Regions from separate parts of the Bombyx mori genome. Here region 1 is linked to region 2. The links are chromatin contacts, called in public Hi-C maps. All regions are on one chromosome and are shown on one strand. The core of a region is the stretch at or near the end of the contact, and the rest is flanking DNA. Distances in the headings are between cores, read along the strand shown. Region 1 overlaps LOC101736219 (C-terminal-binding protein). Region 2 overlaps LOC101736219 (C-terminal-binding protein).

Evidence for each region. Hi-C and Micro-C count contacts between places; a contact is called where the count stands out from the background.
Region 1: a Hi-C map of middle silk gland shows a contact between it and region 2, with 2.1 times the contacts expected there. The contact joins two enhancer-like sites. A contact is called at or near these places in 3 of 7 Hi-C or Micro-C datasets (middle silk gland and whole pupa).

What each region holds. Positions count from the first base shown.
Region 1 is chr26:10,076,474-10,082,454 of ASM3026992v2, reverse strand. LOC101736219 (C-terminal-binding protein) reads right to left here. Exons shown (of 14, transcript XM_062676354.1): 5 at 5,397-5,461; 6 at 4,556-4,683. The coding sequence starts at 4,638. Among protein-coding and RNA genes, the nearest start is that of LOC101741464, 74 kb to the left of the region's middle. Within about 2 kb of position 3,579, at least 7 of the 8 cell types and tissues checked have open chromatin away from gene starts, as enhancers often do.
Region 2 is chr26:9,977,426-9,983,239 of ASM3026992v2, reverse strand. All of the region lies in intron 1 of LOC101736219 (C-terminal-binding protein), which reads right to left. Among protein-coding and RNA genes, the nearest start is that of LOC101736219, 18 kb to the right of the region's middle. Within about 2 kb of position 3,174, at least 7 of the 8 cell types and tissues checked have open chromatin away from gene starts, as enhancers often do.

The sequences.
Region 1 (5,981 bases), core at 2,330-4,829, 99 kb before region 2:
ACTCACTGACTGAGACGGACCGACCGTCCGATACGGACTGAATGACTGTCTGACACGGAATGCCACGACTCTGTCCACGTACCGCCATTTTATACTGTGGCGTTACGTAGTCTACCCTTCATTTTGTGATATTTATCAAAACAACATCTCATCATTTAAAATAATAATCAAAACCACCGTCTTTTACTAAAAGTCGTTATCCACGACATATAGATATACTATATAGATATAGATATACTATATAGATTGTATAGGTGAGTGGACGAGCTCACAGCCCACCTGCTGTTAAGTTGTTACTGGAACCCGTAGACATCTACAACTTGCCAATAACCTTGAGACATGAGTTCTAAGGTCTCACTTATAACAGTACAACGGCTGCCCCACCCTTCAAACCGAAACGCATTACTGCTTTACGGCAGAAATAGGCAGGCGATTACAATGTCGCATTTAGATACACAATCAGGTGTGTATTCATTCAAGTTATCAATCAGATTGTAATTGTTTTTAACATGTTCTAGGTGTGACCATTTTAAGGATGTCATTTTTTTTTGTTATAATATGCCATATACCATGTCTTGCATCGCTTGCTAGCAAGCAGACTGCCAAACCCGACCAATCATGAAAAAAATCACTGTGCACAAGACTTAGAAAATATTGGCCACGATTTCTACCATAGCCTGATACAGCGATAACGATGTGATGTTAATAATTTAACGGAATAATTGTTTTGCGTACATATACGTACTAATAAAAAACATCTTAAAATTTTTAACCGTGTTTTAAATTCTCCGATAAACTCCAACTTTGGGTGCTAATTAAAAAAAAAACTAAAAATGTACATTTTAAAGTCAGCCGTTGTATAATCGTATTATTTAGTAACATAATCAACCTAAGAACATTGAATAAATTTACATATAAAACCACGTCCATTACATTTAAATAATGCGTCATACCTACTTAATTATGTATGAGGTGCAAGTCTGCTGAACTATACACAAATAAATAGATACGAACGTCTAAAATTGGTAGCACTTCACTTATTTTCAAATGTTTTATAAAATACAGATTAAAAAATGTACTATAGTACTCTATACAATACACTTTTTAAGTCGTCGTGGCCTAAGGGATAAGACGTCCGTCCGGTGCATTCGTGTTGAGCGATGCACCGATGTTCGAATCTCAGGCGAGTACCAATTTTTCTAATGAAATACGTACTCAACAAATGTTCACGATTGACTTCCACGGTGAAGGAATCACATCGTGTAATAAAAATGAAACCCGCAAAATTATAATTTGCGAAATTCCTCGTGGTAGGACCTCTTGCGAGTCCGCGCGGGTAGGTACCACCGCCCTGCCTATTCCTGCCGTGAAGCAGTAATGCGTTTCGGTTTGAAGGGTGGGGCAGCCGCTGAAACTATACTTGAGACCTTAGAACTTATATCTCAAGGTGGGTGGCGCATTTACGTCGTAGATCTCTATGAGTTCCAGTAACCACTTAACACCAGGTGGGCTGTGAGCTCGTCCACCCATCTAGCAATAAAAAAAGAAGTAAATAACGATATTATACTATCTTCAAATCTACACCTAACACTTATGATAATGAATAACAAAACAACTAAAATGACGAGAAACAGCCACGACAAAATTATCGCGTCTCGCAATTTAATAGAACAACGCAGAATGCTATTCACGATTCAAAGTTAATATCACAAAAAATATTCCAAGCACCTAAGGGGTTACAACAATGGAGTTGAACGTGTACCGTAACGAGTTATAATTCAATAAGCCGGGTTGGTTTGGTTATCACCGCGCGTTTCATTCAATATTACTCGAACAGTTAGTTACTTCGTTGCGCTGATTGCACGCTAAAATGGCTTGGTATTTTTGTTTTGTTTATCTTCGCTTCTTAAAAAATATGAATGTGCTTACTAATTGTGGAATATTAAATTGAGTTTAAGCAGTAATAATTTCGAGTTCATTCAAAATGACGATTATTCTACTTGTACTAAATCTGTAATTGTTGACAAAATATATACTCCCATCTGTTGTAACGGCCTATTAAAATCTACTCTATCTAGAGTTAGAATTACTAATAAAAAAAACCACTAATGACAACACAGAATAACGTCATGTGACTAATTGCTTTGTATACTTAAGATGCGGTTACCTTGTCGTGCATTTTAACCCCAAATGACGTCACACTATATGATATTCCGTGTGGCCAAGTTTTAAAACGCTACAGTCTAAGCTGGGTTTCAGTCCATGATCGTAAAAAGTTCACGATAACATGCTTACTACTACTAACATCGAAACAAACCGCTTACAAACCATAAGCGACTAACCAAACCCAGTCAAAGCCGATAAAAAGTTCAAAAACCGAATTTAGTTTTACTACGAAAGCATTCCAAATATTAAACATTATCGAGTAATTAAAAAATGCTTAAGGATCATAAAAACAAACTGCGCTCAACGTGTTTACAGTATAAAGATATTTTTTATCGCGTACGAGGCGATAAATTCTTAGAAAGAAATAACGGATACACAGTTCACCGTACCAGATCACAGTTCGCGATTTACATTCATCATCTTTATACCTTTTTTTTTATTGCTCCGGAATGCAAACTAACATACGGACCACGTCGAGATGACCTGTCACCCTCAGTTATGAGCATTGACAATGTCAAGGACACAGCCAAGCCACCGCCTACCGCTCAGGACTCTTTACTAACTTCATTTGATAAAGAACTTGTCATTGAGTTCACGATACACTTTATGGCGGTACATAAACAATTTTAATCATTTTATCGATAACAAAGGTATTGTGTTGGGCACGAACAGGTAAGCACCGGTTCGATTTAAATACTTCCAAGAAATATAAATGCCAATTTTATCTAATAATCCGAAATTATTGTTGATAAGGAGTGTTGTCGATCTTTATTTTAATACTTTTACATACATATTTGATTATTTTAACAGAGTGCGTCATTAGATAAGTTTTTTTTAGAGTGTAATTGAACGAAAATTTTGTCGAAGTCATTGGGCGTTTTAGAAAATCGAAATATAGCTAACTGTAAAACTAGGCAAGCGAATAAACTTTGGGCACATCGATAACAATGATTAGCGATTCTAGTATTTGATAAAAGATAGATTACGAACGAGCACTATTAGCTGCAAACCCCGTAAGCGTAATCGTCTTTGATAAATAATATCGTTATAATATGTCGAAAAAAAAAAACCATCCCCACTTTTACCCATCTTATTCTTATTCGGTTTGAAAGACGTTGTAACTATACTGACACCTTAGAACTCATATCTCAAGGTGGGTGACGGTAATTACGTTGTAAATGTCTATGGGCTGCAGTAACCACTTAACACCAGGTGGGGTATGAGCTCGTCCATCCATCAGCAATAAAATAAAATAAAATAAACATTTTACTAAATAATTTGTAATCAGATTTCTCAACATATAAGCATTGACGAAAAGATGCAACCCAAATAATAATTTTATTCCCGTTGGCATCGCAACTTGTACAGTAGCAGCAGCACCTTATTACAATATAAACAACGTACACTTGTATTGTGTGGAGGTATATTTTATGCGCGCACATAATCCGAGTCGGTGTCGACGACCGACTTACAAGAGCCAAGGTTGCTGTTTGATAAACATTACGTGAACGACTTTCACGTTGTTTCATTAAATATTTTGTACGGATTTCGAGTCGATTCAAGGTATTTATTTATTCTATTTGGATAGGAAAAAATAAAAACAGATTTTATCGAAGTGACATTATTAAATTCATTTTAAATTGATGAATCCGTCAATGAAAAAGAAAACGTTACCTAATAATTAACATTAAGAAAACAATTATTAAATACTGATCGTAAGTAAACAAAATCTGAAATAGTCAACGATCAATGAAAAACCAACTAGAAATTGTAATACAATTAGCTACTGCGTATTTGTTATCATAGCGCACAGGCTAAAGTGATCGCAGTTCGGAAAACGTCCTACGGAACCCGTCCCGAATAATTAAACCATCAGTCGGATTAAACTAATAATTTAAACTTTCGTCATACCGAAACGGAGTTATTATTATTGTCGAGCGAAGTTTCGAACGTTGAAACTGAAAAGTAATTCCTGACTGGGACCGGAGTTTTCAGAATTTCGACAAACTTTCCCGGGGGCAGACGAAAACAGATTTGTTCGCAAACAAAGAGGCCTCCGGGGCCTCACCCCCAAGGGCGGAAAGGGGCCGCAACCCCTTCGGCCAAGTTTTGATGGAAACCAAATAGGATTAGCACGAGGAAAGAATAAGTGGAGTGAGCTCGAAAGGCGGAAACCGGTTTGTTGAGTGCGGCGGCCGCGCTCCGTTACATTGCCCGCCCGGTATGGGTATGAGTTGGCAATCGAACTCACTATTCAATCTTAACGCTTCTGATTTTCAATAATCTAATCAAATTAAAACTTGTTATTCGGATCGATTCGTTTCAAATTTCATTAAGGACTAGATTGATTTGATTGTCAAGTTTTCCAGTATTAGATATACAAACTGACCTTGATTGCAGGGGTCCGTTTGCAATAGGACCCCGCATACTATCCATGCGCGCTCTCTTTGGCAGCATCTTGCGTTTGTCCATTTAAAGCGGCAAAGCCGCTTTAATATATGTTCCGCAGCGCGTCACCTGTAACAAAATAATTAAGTACAATTACATACGTTTCAAGGACACAAAATAATTTTGGAGAAACCTCTAAGACAGACAATGTATTTTTTTTTTGTCTTCTATAGGAAAATGATCTAACAAATTCAATAATATCTCGTATTCATTATTTCGGATCCCAGTTTGTTAACAATATTTTCAGATTGGTTAGTCCCAATCGTAGCAATCTAATTCACAAAACTTGGAAGTTTTCTCTTTAATGGCTTTGCGTAAATAGATTGTGATACCTACCTACCCGTTCAGGCTAAAAATAACCGTACCATAATTTTTGTGGTGTTAATAAATATTTAATAATTATAATATGAGCTTGAGAGCATCGTCTACAGTTTCCACTGATATATCTATTACGACGTTTACTCTTGTAATTTCCTTTTTGTTTTTCCTACCTATGCTGATAGCCTTGAGAGGCTATATCAGCTTACCTTAGCGTGTGTAGGTGAGCTCACGGGGCTCAAACCGGAGAATTGGTAACACTGACCCTAGCAAGAGCAGTGCTTCGCAGAATCTACCACCGGATCGGAAACGCGACCCACTAAGAAGATCCGGCGAGAAATTCAGTGGGCTGTGTCTGTGGGTAATAATTTCCAATACGGGTTACATACATGGTTCTGAATAAAAAGCCTCCCATTGTTTATTTCGGAACTTTATTTGTATAAACGAGCATCATTGTTACTCACAATGTGATCAGTTGGTTGGTTGCGGTCACACAGCCCAATTGCAGGTCTTGTGTCGCTTTTTTGACCTGAGGCAGAAAGATAACTTCAGTATTTTTGTATCATTTTTAATATTAAATTTTGTGTTTTATTCCAATTCCCATTTAATCCTAAAAGCATTTGAAGATTTCATTGATATTTCGTCCAAAGAAGTATCTTACATAAAGAAAATGCTATTAATAATATATATTTTTCCTTTTGATTTTATTATCTATTTTCCAATGACTGGTATATTATAAATAGAAAAAGTAACGAATGCTTGCGACAACTTTGTTGCTCTTGCGTGCAATACGTAACGTATCTGACCTAACTTGTGTATAAAGAACCTTTTAACTGAAATGAATCTCCACAAAGTTACACCTCATTTTTCCTGAGGATTACAAAAAACTTGTTACATTAAAACAGTTTCTAGTTTGCAGAGATAATTCCTATCACATTTAATACTATTGTGGCGGGTAGCCATCATACAACGCAAGATACCTGACAGATACCTGAATCTCGCTTACGACATTTTCAAAATAAAGCGCATATATACAAGTTCCGAACAAC
Region 2 (5,814 bases), core at 1,925-4,424:
TTTATTTCATATAATATGATCTAAATTTCAACGAAGTTAATTAAAATACACTACAACTACGCACAATTTTATCACAACTAAGATTCTTTAATTCGAATACAAATTCCATACTACCTGGAGCCACTGAGTTCATCCACAGTACCTTTCCAGATCTTTTATGCCACGTACCATCCGGCTTTGGAATGAGCTCCCCTCCACGGTGTTTCCCGAGCGCTATGATGATTCAAATGAGGCTTGTGGAGAGTACTTAACGGTAGGTAGCGGCTTGGCTCTGCCCCTGGCATTGCTAAACTTCATGGGTGACAGTAACCACTCACCATCAGGTGTGCCGTATGCTCGTCTGCCTACAAAGGCAATAAAATAAATATCAATATGCAAGTTTTGTTTTCAAACAAAGCCATACTAAAATGTGGCCGGATTTAGCAAAAGCACTAATATATACGATTACTTAATCCATTAATATAAACTGGCAGCAACGCAATAATCATTGCCCATTCACTTATTATAAAAACCAATCTGAATTTTCTTTAGCAGTCAAAAGTCTGGACTTGAAGATTTTTTTACTAAAGTAAACCAACACGCACGAGAAGTTTAAATTGCGTTTTTGAAGCTGCCGCACTAAATGTCACTAATAAAACTAGAAAATATATAGGAAAGCATAAAATGTGAACGAGTCCTTGGCGGTTCAGTGAAACTAGCGCGGTCTAAGTAATTGCATTGGGCTTTAAACCTATATAGTAAAGCGCCACCGACGCAGGGCTGGAAATATAGATGTATATGGTAATTTGCCATAATTTTACTGGTGGTAGAACCAATTGTGTGTCCGCTACCGCTCTGCCTATTTCTGCCATGAAGCAGTGATGCGTTTCGGTTTGAAGGGTGGGGCAGCCGTTGTAACTATACTTGAGACCTTAGAACTTATGTCTCAAGGTGGGTGGCGCGTTTACGTCGTAGATATCTATGGGCTTCAGTAACCACTTAACACCAGGTGGGATGTGAGCTCGTTCACCCATCTAAGCAATAAAAAGAAAAAGTCTAAAGGCTAAAACGCACGGTGCATTCGTATCGAGCGATGCAAATGTGCCGGTGTTCGAATCCCGCAGGCAGGTACCTTTCTAGTTAAATACGTAATTAACAAATGTATACGATTGACTTTCACGGTAAAATCTGCGGTACAATTCACTTCACAGAGAAGAATAAGGAAAGATTGATTGATGATTAAAAATAGAAAGTCCAGACATAGCACGCAATATGGAAACTATTCAAATCCCAATAAAATCTTCTTTAAGCTGCCTCATTTTTCTTTTCATCTGTGCCTACTTACACTACTACTATTACCGCTTAACAAAATAATACCTTTACATGAATACCACCACCCATGAAGCCTTGATTGTATAACAGTTGTCCTAACGCTCAAAAAGGATAGCATGACAAATTGGCGGCAGAAATAGGCAGTATGGGTGATACCTACGTGATAACTTGCCAGGTAACACCAGTAGTGAGACAATGAAGTCAATTATTGACATTTCAAAATACTAGGTGGCAAAAAAACGAACTCCGTGAATTTATTTTTCAACTGACAAGCGGACATGATAAAAATTTAAAGTTCGTCCAAACTTTTTTAAACGACAACCCTGTACAAAGTTAAACTGTGAAAGAGTAACAAGAGCTACGGTCGCCTTCCTTTTAGTCCCTTTTAAAATTCGTCGTCAACTTTCCAGCTGAGTCACCCACCCAACCAACCCCCGTCGGCGGCATCCAAACTTCTTTTGTACCTATCTTTGGAGCAATTAAACTTGCTTCCTCAGCTGCTCTTGTTAATTAAGTGTTGTTTGTTTTAATACTGTTTTCTGCTTTTTGAAGTTTAAGAGGCTAAATTGTGTATCAGCATCTCTTTTCGAGATACCGAGTCAAAACTGTACAATAGATTAATATTATATACGTTAGTTTGCAGAAGATAATACGCCATAAAAATAAACCTTATAACCGTTAAGAAATCTTGTTGACAAGTCTCGATATTGTCCCATAAAATTTAAATAAATAGAGTCGGGCTTGTTTTCGAAAACAACGCCCAGCTATCTGGGCAATGTTAAACAAAACCGTTCACTAACAGAATCTCAGGCGGTCGACCTAATAAATTGTCTAGCTAGACGTTTTGAGCGATCCGTATAAAGTTAGCCAAGGCAAGCCTGTCGCTGACACCACACTCCACAAAAACAACGTGCCTTCACAATACTACAATAGGTGGCTGAGCTAAACGGTTTCCTGCCTCCCCCAACCCTCAATCTCTACAGTCGCCAGTTGTATGACTCAGCCTTAGGATCAAATTCAATGGCAGAACGACCGACTTGTTTTCGCAGTAAGCGCCGGTTTTTTGCTTCAATAAAGCATTCGGTAATGGCGATACTGCTAAGGATAGAGCGGTGAGGCACGACTTAGAATAAATTATTCGGAGCGCGCACGCCCAACGTTATTTTGCCGTTTTAATAAAACTTCCAACGAAGGTATGCCGTGAACGAAAAACTTTCTTTTGAGGTTGTTCCTGGGAGGTAGGTATTGGCGGATTGTTTCTCAGAATATAACTTGAAAACTCCTCAAAGGAACTTCGTTACAACTTTTGCAAATTTTAAAATGATTTCAACTTTGGTGATTATACGATTCAACAATTATAAGACAAGTACAATTGAAAATGCAATTTCGAAAAGGGCACATCTCTGAAAATGTAAAATGTTCAGGCCATGAAAAAAACTGATTATTTTCTAAAGTATTGTAAAATTTAAAATATTAACTTTTAGAGATATATTTTAGTGTTAATTAGCAATAGAAAATGACTGGAACTATTATAAAATGGGTGTAGCCAAGTCTCAAAACTACATGTATATGAAAAAACGTATTTGACAAAATATGCGACATGTGCCCTTTTCGAAATAGCATATTCAATTATACAACGAGTATTATCTCGTCGAAGCATCTATCAAAACGGCTTAAATTATTACCAGAAATTTCCATGACAAAGACACAATTGATGTGAATAAAACGCTTCGAAATGGAAGCGAAGCCTGACCGACAATTTCCGATACAAAACGAAATCCAATTAGCCATTCCATCCCGCCGGCTTTCATTAAGCGGCCGAACGAGTCGGGCCGATAAAAAACATACGTTCGCGAAAAACGGCTCACCAAAGACACGTCATTAAACACGATTTAATGTCCAGCATGCGGGCGTAAGCCGTGGTTTAATTACGCAAGAGTACGCGATAAACTACACGTATAGATACTAAGGGAACGCCTAATGGCAACAAGCTGTGACTTAATGAAGAATATATAAATGAAATTTCCAACATTATAAATTACTAGCCGTACTCGCCCGCTTCGCTGGACATTTAAAATTAACATTGTTATTTAATTTTATTGTCATTATTATTAGGGAGTCCAACACTCATATACATATAGCCTATCCATTAAGTACATTTATTTTCTACATGGATACCAAGTTTGAAGTCAATCGGATGCATGGTTTGGTAGTTATAACGGAACATCCGTAAAAACCACTGTAGATTTATTTATTAGTACAGATTGATACACGTGTTATTGTATTAAGTTTATTTAATTCATTACGCTTATGTAAGGCTTTGAAAACATCGATTTAAGTTTCGAAAAAGGCATACAAGTTATGGGTTCAAGATCAAGCGGTTTTTTTATTTTATTTTTTTCTTCCTATGCTGATAGCCTTGAGAGGCTATTTCAGCTTCACCCGAACGTGCGTAGGTGAGCTCACGGGGCTCAAATCGGAGAGTTGCTAAGACTGACCCTAGCAAGAGCAGTGCTTCACAGAATCTACCACCGGATCGGAAACGAGACCCACTGAGAAGATCCGGCGAGAAACTCAGTGTGCTGTGTCTATGGGTTAATTTGCTCGTCGAGCCCTTCGTCGCAAGCGACGGGTTCGACGAGGACGGTGACCGGTGCTTGTGGTACCTAAAAGCACCGTTAAGGGATCGGGAGGATCCGTAATGACGTGCTTTGGGCGACGTCGACTGTTTACCATTCGGTCTACAGGATCGGGTATAATCAAGCGACAAGTACGTCTCTTAATCACCATCCCGGTTGTACAATCAGGAATCATTTAACCGTATTTCATGTGTCTAAAAAGTCTACAAAAAAAAAAAACATTAAAATCTCCGTGCGATCGGTTGCCTCATACCTTGCCAGCCTTCGATCTTGTATCGAAAACACTGAAACAAAAGTACAGCACTAGTTTCGAACATTGTACATTAACGTCGTTCGTACGGCCAATACGTGTTGTACGTAACACTAGTTCGAAGGTAAATAATATCGAAACAGAACAACAACTATCGCACAACTAAAACAACAACTTGCTCGTAACTATGTACAAACTAGACTCGTTAGCGGATGATACACGCGAGTGCTCACACGATTAGAAAAGATGAAACATTATTCTAAGTTAATTTTAAAGTTGTGATCCTATAGGGTCATTTGCTGTATTACAAATGACTCTTTTTTTCCCTACCTATGCTGTAGCCTTGAGAGGCTTTTTCAGCTTCTCCTTGACATGGAGTGTTGCTAATACTGGCCCTAGCAATGGCAGTGCTTCGCAGAATCTACCAGCGGATCGGAAACGCGACCCACTGAGAAGATCCGGCCAGAAACTCAGTGGGCTGAGTCTACGGGTTAATGTATCTCTATGGTAATGTCAGCTAAGCTGACCCGATCTTAATCAGGGCAATGAAACAAAATACACTTAAGGCATTTTGGTGTTTAGAACAAATTATTTATGAAATTTCAAAACACACAAAATACAAATATCCCATTAAAATGAGTCAAAACACTTCTCTTTTTGATGTTGGATAAAATAACTACAGACAAAACTCCAATTCTTTTTTAAACGATTGTTTAAAGTAAAACAAAAGAAAAAGAAGTCCTATTAACGTATAGCTTTAGTACGTTAATGGAAGTGGAAGATAACAAAACGAAAAAGAAAGAAAGAAAAGAAAAAAAAACCAATTTCAGCGTATATCGATAGGTCGCCGCTTTAGGAGAACGGATGCACATCGATAACCTGAATAACCTCACCACTGAGAGCACTAGAGATCGAACAAAGCGATGGAAGAAATAGCTTCGGAGAATTCCCGTGTAAAAATGTGATTTCGACTCATCGTCCTCAAGATAATGTTTATTTTGTTTTGTTATTTCTATATGAATCCTTATAAGTATCAGGTATAGAAATATATACTTTGAATATGAAATGTAGCGAATGTTTTTTCATCTTCGTGTAAGTCTACAATATACGTAAGTACCTCTTTTCGGGATGGAGGGTTTGCTATTGGTCTGAAGTTAACGTCACTAATATGAACTAGAAGCGTCCAACAGGGCAAAGTGAAATTCACCACGGTGGGTTTCACCAAAACGTGACCAGATCCATCACGTTAGTTGACTGCTACGTACCTACCACAGATCGTGGCAATATACGCGCAATGGGTGGACGAGCTCGCAGCCCACCTGGTGTTAAGTGGTTACTGAAGCCCATAGATCTCTACAACCTCTCACCTTGAGATATAAGTTCTAAGGTCTCAGTATATACAGTTACAACGATTACCCCACCCTTCAAACCGAAACGCATTACTGCTTCACGGCAGAAATAGGCGAGGCGGCGGTACCTACGACCTACGACCACTTGAATTCGCGACGTAAAACAGTAGGTTACGTCTAAATTTCTTGAATTGTTGATATTAATTGACTAGTATCGCGTATGGCACTGTATGGCGCAATTAATAAAATTGACAAAGCGAATCAC